2 separate regions of the Danio rerio genome follow, and region 2 is linked to region 1. A link is a contact called in public Micro-C data. All regions are on one chromosome and are shown on one strand. The core of a region is the stretch at or near the end of the contact, and the rest is flanking DNA. Distances in the headings are between cores, read along the strand shown.

Region 1 (3,023 bases), core at 86-2,585:
TTATTCTGGTGTATTTATGTTTTACATTTATTATTTATTTTTATGATCATGAATTTATATTAAACACAATCTCAAAACATTTTTACAGTTTAATAAAATATTTAAAATTATTCTAGTCTATTGTTTGACATTTATTGTTAATATTAATTTATATTTACAAATCTTAAAACATTTTTAGTTTTATAAAATATTTAAAATAATTATTCTAGTGTAATTTTTACTTTACATTTTTTACTCATCATTATCATTATTATTATTAATCTACATTAAAAATTCTCCAAACATTTCCAGTTAATAAAATATTCTAAAATAATACTTTTTGGGGATTTTTGTTTTACATTTATTTATTTATTATTAATATTATTATTAATATTATTTATTATTATTAATTTATATAAAAAATTTAAATCCCCAAACATTTATAGTTTCATAAAAAATATAATATTCTAGTGTATATTTGTTTTACATTTGTTATTATTTATTATTATTAAATAATATATAAAAATCTCCAAACATTTATAGTTTTATAAAATATTTTAAATTATTATTATTATTATTATTATTAATCTAAATAAAAAATTCTCCAAACATTTTAAGTTAATAAAATATTTTAAAATAATATTTTTTTTTGTATTTTTGTATTTTATTTATTTATTTGTTTATTTTTATTAATATTATTTATTCTTATTAATTTATATTTTAAAAATCTGCAAACATTTATAGTTTCATAAAATATTTAATATTCTGTATATTTGTTTTACATTTGTTATTATTTATTATTATTAATTAATATATAAAAATCTCCAAACATTTAGTTTAATAAAATATTTTAAATTATTATTCTAGTGAAATGTTGTTTTACATTATTATTATTATTATTATTATTATTATTATTTTTTTATATATAAAAATCTCCAAATATTTTTAGTTTTATAAAATATTTCAAAATAACTTTTCTATTATATTTTTGTTTTACATTTATTATTATTATTATTATTATTATTATTATTAATTAAAATCTCTAAACATTTCCAGACCCCCTTGAAAGCCCCATAGACAAAATTATTTAATGCTGAGGCGTATAAATAGGAGTAAATGTACAGTATATGTTTGTGAATCTGATATGAGTTAATCATCATCTCAGTTTCCATTCACGTATGCTCCATATCCTGCAAACGATAGCTAACGACACGAGAAATGTGCACAAGAGATGTTTTTTAGTGATTTGATGGCTGTAAATGTGCTCATATATGGATCTGTGGAGCTGCAGCACCCAGAAGTGAACACCAGGCGACCCGGAAGGTCTGAAACTCCCTCTGAAGGCAAAGCCGAAACAACATCTCAAGCTTTCAATAATTACATCTAATAAATCCTCCGTCGAGGTGTGCAAGGTATGTCTGTCGCTTTCTTCTCATCTTCACCACTGCATATTAATTTTTTGGGCACATTTGCACGACGCGCGAAAACGATGCTAGTTCTTGTAGTCCTTCGAGTGAGCAAAAAAGTTCAAATAAAAGAGAAAGCCATCTAAAAGCACGCTCGCGTTGCAACAATAACGCAATTGCACGCTTTTGCATTGATGCGTCGCGATGGAAATGTAACATTGATGCGCGTCTGTTTCCATCTGCGTGATTTGTTCGCATCGCATGATTGTTGTAGGAAGTCTCGTTTTTTTTTCTCCCTCTCTCTTTTTTTCCTCCTCCAGCCGGGCTATTCAAACCTGCAGATCTAAGTAAACAATCATTCGCGCACTTAATGCAAATAATGCGGCGTTTTACGCGTCGCGCCTTGGATCTGAACGCACGCGCTATATTTTTTTGTCGCTAAAAAAATTGGGATCTGCAGAATATGGCGCCCTGTCCTTATAAAAATAAGACAGGCTGCCATTTTTGTTTTCCTTTTGTCTGAAATTTTTAATAAAACTGTCTGAGAATGTGGGAGAGGCAGACACCGGAGACCTGCGCTCTCGCAAGGCACCAAACGCGTCCGTTCGCGTTATTTTGCGAGCGATTTCTTAATGTAATCTTTGATCAAAAGAGAGCGCGCTTTTATTTGGGAAGCTTTTCGAGGATGCCGACAGAATAAAAGAAAAAGTTGAGTAAGTTTTTCATCAGTTCATTTTGAAGACCACAAGACGTGTCAATCTCTCGTTTGATGTTTATTTGATATTTGCACGCTGTTTTGCGATGTTTATTTGCACTTTCAGTTTTTTTAAATGATATCCTGTGACTCACAGAATTGATCTAACTTCATTAAATGTCAATAGGAAGCTTTCTAGTTTGCAAGGTATAAAATGATGCGTTACATTATAATCGGTGTGTTTGTAATTATTTTTATTTGTTTTAAAGATGCATTACAATGCAATTACAGCCATAGTGCCCAAGTCCTGAAAGCATCCTTTTAACTTTTATTTATATTGCTGTTTTTTTATATCATTTAATCTTCTTTTCGACTTTTTAAATTAATGCAATTGTTACATTGTAAATGATTCCTTTTTTAAAAATGTTTTTCCATCTACAATATATATATATACAGTTGAAGTCAGAATTATTAGTCCCCTTCAAAAAAAATTATCTTTTTTTTTTAAATTTATATATTTTTCAAATGATGTTTAACAGAGCAAGGAATTTTTTCACAGTATGTCTGATAATATTTTTTCTTTTGGAGAAAGTCTTGTGTGTTTTATTTCAGCTAAAATAAAAGCAGTTTTTGATTTTTTTTTTAAACACCATTTTAGGGAGAAAATTTTTAGCCCCTTTAAGCTTTGTTTTTTCTCGATAGTCTACAGAACAAACCATCGTTATACAATAACTTGCCTAATTCCCCTAACCTGCCTAGTTAACCTAATTAACCTAGTTCAGGCTTTAAATGTCACTTTAAGCTGTATAGAAGTGTCTTGAAGAATATCTAGTCAAATATTATTTACTGTCATCATGGCAAAGATAAAATTAATCAGTTATTAGAGATGAGTTATTAAAACTATTATGTTTAGAAATGGGTTGAAGAAATCTTCTCTCTATATT
Region 2 (3,212 bases), core at 244-2,743, 170 kb before region 1:
AAGGTGCAGTAGGTGACTGTCTTCAGAAACTTTTTTTGTTGTGCTGGTTGAAAGTCTCTTCACAATCCAATAGTGATGAATAAAGTAAATGTGTTTATATGTATTTTTATATTCTGGGTGACGCATAAAACTAATAAATGTTCTTCCAATTAAAATAGTATCGGGCTGATATCTCCCATAATTCTGTTAAGTAGTCCAAACTGTCAACAAAAGTAGATTTGCACAGCGGTTCACACAGACCCGCCGCATTCACGTGCACACGAGAGAGTGACAGCACTGACAATGCTGAATCAACTTTTTAAAATCCCGAATCAATATCGGAGTTAGTTTTGCACGCTGGAGGAAGGAGGACACCATGGCTGAAGTATTTCTGTTAGACAGGTAATGTTATGCTTTAAATCTATTTTAGTCCCCCAAAGCTGATGGAGAGTGTTTTCAAGTGTTGTTCAGTCATTGAAATCTTCATGCCATAGATGTGACTATTTTCAGTTCTATAAGGGACCTTTTACAGCATTGATAATGTTGATTTTATGTTCTTTTAATTTTTTTATTTTACATTTTGTTTTATTTTATTTTTACAAAAAATCTTATTGTAATTTTAATTTTTTTTACATTTTGTTTTATTTTATTACAAAAAATATTTTATTTATTTTATTTTTGTATTATTTTTATGTATTTATTTTTTTTACATTTTTTGTTTATTTTATTTTATTTTATTATTATTTTATTTGTATTTCATTTTCATTTAAATTTTTTTTTATTTGATTTTTTTTTATATTTTATTTATTTATTTTTATTTTTTATGTTATTTTATTTTTTATTTTATTTTGTTATTTTAATTTTAATTTTATTTTATAATACATTTTTTTACTTTATTTAAAACATTTTTTTATTGAATTAAAATAAAAAAAAATTCTATTTTATTTATTTATTTATTTAATTTTTTAATTCATTTCATTTTATATTTTATTTTATTCATTTTTATTTATTTATGTTTCTTTTATTTTATTTGCACTAGTATTTATTTGCACTATTTGTAGTAATTTCCGTTTATAGAAGTTTCATGGCAGAAAAATGACTCATGGTCTCATGATTAAATTACGACAAGCTACTCGTATTATCTCAAACTAACAATGCACAAGCCAGAAATATTTGGCAACAGTTTGTATAATTTTTATTGTTATCATCATTGTTCATATGTGATTAACTTCAATGGAGCAGAAAAATATTTCCTCAACATGAGTCACAGCACATCTTCGCGCCTCCTCCATTGTCTTAATTCCCATTTTCACTTCCTGTTCATTTGGGGTTTTTATTTTTTGCAACATTTGTTTTGGATTTCCTTCTCAAGTCAATTGCCAAGAGCCTGTAATAACAAAAACACCCAAACGATTAAATGCAACTTATGGTAAACTAAACAAAGAAACAGTGGAGGCATAACAGAGCATAAAGCAATGTTTTTACTGCTCTTGTTGGAGTTTGTGCAACACACACAAGTTTGGTTCCTGCTTCCTCTCTGTCTGAGACTATTTTAAAACTAACTTCTCATTTAAAGACCGCTTCAAAAGTCAGTGAGAAACAAAATGATGTCTTAAAATAGCTTAGGGTAAAGGTTAACGTGTCGTTTCATGCTTTGTGAAGAGCAAAGTCCCACAATGCATCACAGAATATACTTGCAATTAGTTGATACAGGCTTAAAAGGTGCTGTATGTAAGTTTTCTACACTTCTGAAGCATAAAAGGCTCTTAATGTGTTTGCGGATATTTAGGAATTATGCTAAGTGAACATACTTGTTTATATGAAAACGACTCTGAAGAAAAGTCAATGCTAAAGGAAAGTCATTTCACTCAGCGGCCATCTTTAAAACGCCTCTCAGGCAGTATACTCGGGCATTCTGTCTGAATGGGGAAACAGGTCCGGCTACAGATTGGAACTTTAGGGTGGGCCAAGTGACATTCCAGGTGGGCCAAAAAAATATAAATAAATAAATAAATAAAAATAAAAATAATAACATTGTTATGGTCAATTCATTTACAATTTAGTAACTACCCTTAAGAATTGTTCTTGCTATGATTTATTATTTCTATTCATTACCAAATCATCCAAAGCAGATTTCCCAAACAATAGAAAAACTGTTTATTTCCCTAAAAGTAAAACATTTAATCATTTATGTTTGGAAAAAAGCTGAATTATAAAAATTAAATATGCTTACAATAAGATTCTGGAAATAATTGCTGTTTTTAAAGAGTTTTATTCCTCACCTTTTTGAAATGTCAAATATACATGCAAAAGAATCACCCATATTGCTTTCAATGCCTACAATAATCTTTACTATAACTGTGACTAGTGTTGTCATGCAATTTTCCGGAAAGGTCTGTATGAGTGAACAGGTCCTTTTAACCGATAATTTACCCGATAACCGATATAATATAACCGATAATTTGCCGGAATGCTGCACTGTGTGAACGCAGAAGGAAGATTGCCGAAAAGAGCGTGTGCACGTCTAGAACGTGCTGACGTGAGACGTCTGCTTTAGCCAATCACAACAGTCAGATGCATTCACGTACACGCGGTTTATGGGAATAAAAGCTTTTGAATATTTTCCAAGACACATTTAGCTGCTAGATGTTAGTCAGATAACGTTTATATGTTCATCTTAATGCCAACTGTGTAAATAATCATCGATAAGATGCTTATGATAAGCCGCTGTTTGTTTACCTTCAACCTTGCATGTGCCCGTGAAACAGCCCGTGAGCGCCAGCACACACACATATCATGAACATCTCGACATGCGAAAGTGTTCTTCTGTATGTTTTCATCGAAGTTGTTCACAATACTGATTATCCAAAGAGTTTGTGATGTAGTGAAATGTTTACAAATACAAGCGCAGCCTTTTAGAGCTCTTTTCTGGTTAATGATGTCAGAATTTACCGGTATTTTGGAAAGGATGTGTGAATGCTCTTTTCCAGGAAAAATTCCGTAATGTCCTCGTCTGTGTGAACAGCGCTATTTTGAATTTACTGGTAAAGTCGTTGCGGTAATTTTCCAGATATTTACTGGTATCAGTGTGTGAAAGGGGCTAATGTTACAACTTCCCTTTCCGGAAAATAGCCAGAATGAATTTACCGATATTTTCAAAAAGGACCTGTTCACACATACACACCTTCCCGGAAAATTGCCGGTAAATTTCCCAAATGTCTGTATGTGTAAAA

Evidence for each region. A called contact is a pair of places that touch in the nucleus more often than the background predicts.
Region 2: a contact with region 1 is called in a Micro-C map of caudal fin, with 3 times the contacts expected there. The contact joins the enhancer-like site here to the promoter of znf362a in region 1. A contact is called at or near these places in 2 of 18 Hi-C or Micro-C datasets (caudal fin and an unstated tissue).

The regions. Positions count from the first base shown.
Region 1 is chr11:42,950,063-42,953,085 of GRCz12tu, reverse strand. It overlaps znf362a (zinc finger protein 362a), which reads left to right and starts at 1,335. Exons shown (of 9, transcript NM_001077733.1): 1 at 1,335-1,391.
Region 2 is chr11:43,119,377-43,122,588 of GRCz12tu, reverse strand. The region is part of intron 16 of miip (migration and invasion inhibitory protein); the gene reads left to right. The region is part of intron 1 of LOC141376672 (a long non-coding RNA gene); the gene reads right to left. Among named protein-coding and RNA genes, the nearest start is that of tnfrsf1b, 13 kb to the right of the region's middle. Within about 2 kb of position 1,493, at least 6 of the 62 cell types and tissues checked have an H3K27ac peak or open chromatin away from gene starts, as enhancers often do. A contact at or near this core is called in caudal fin, where this site is marked.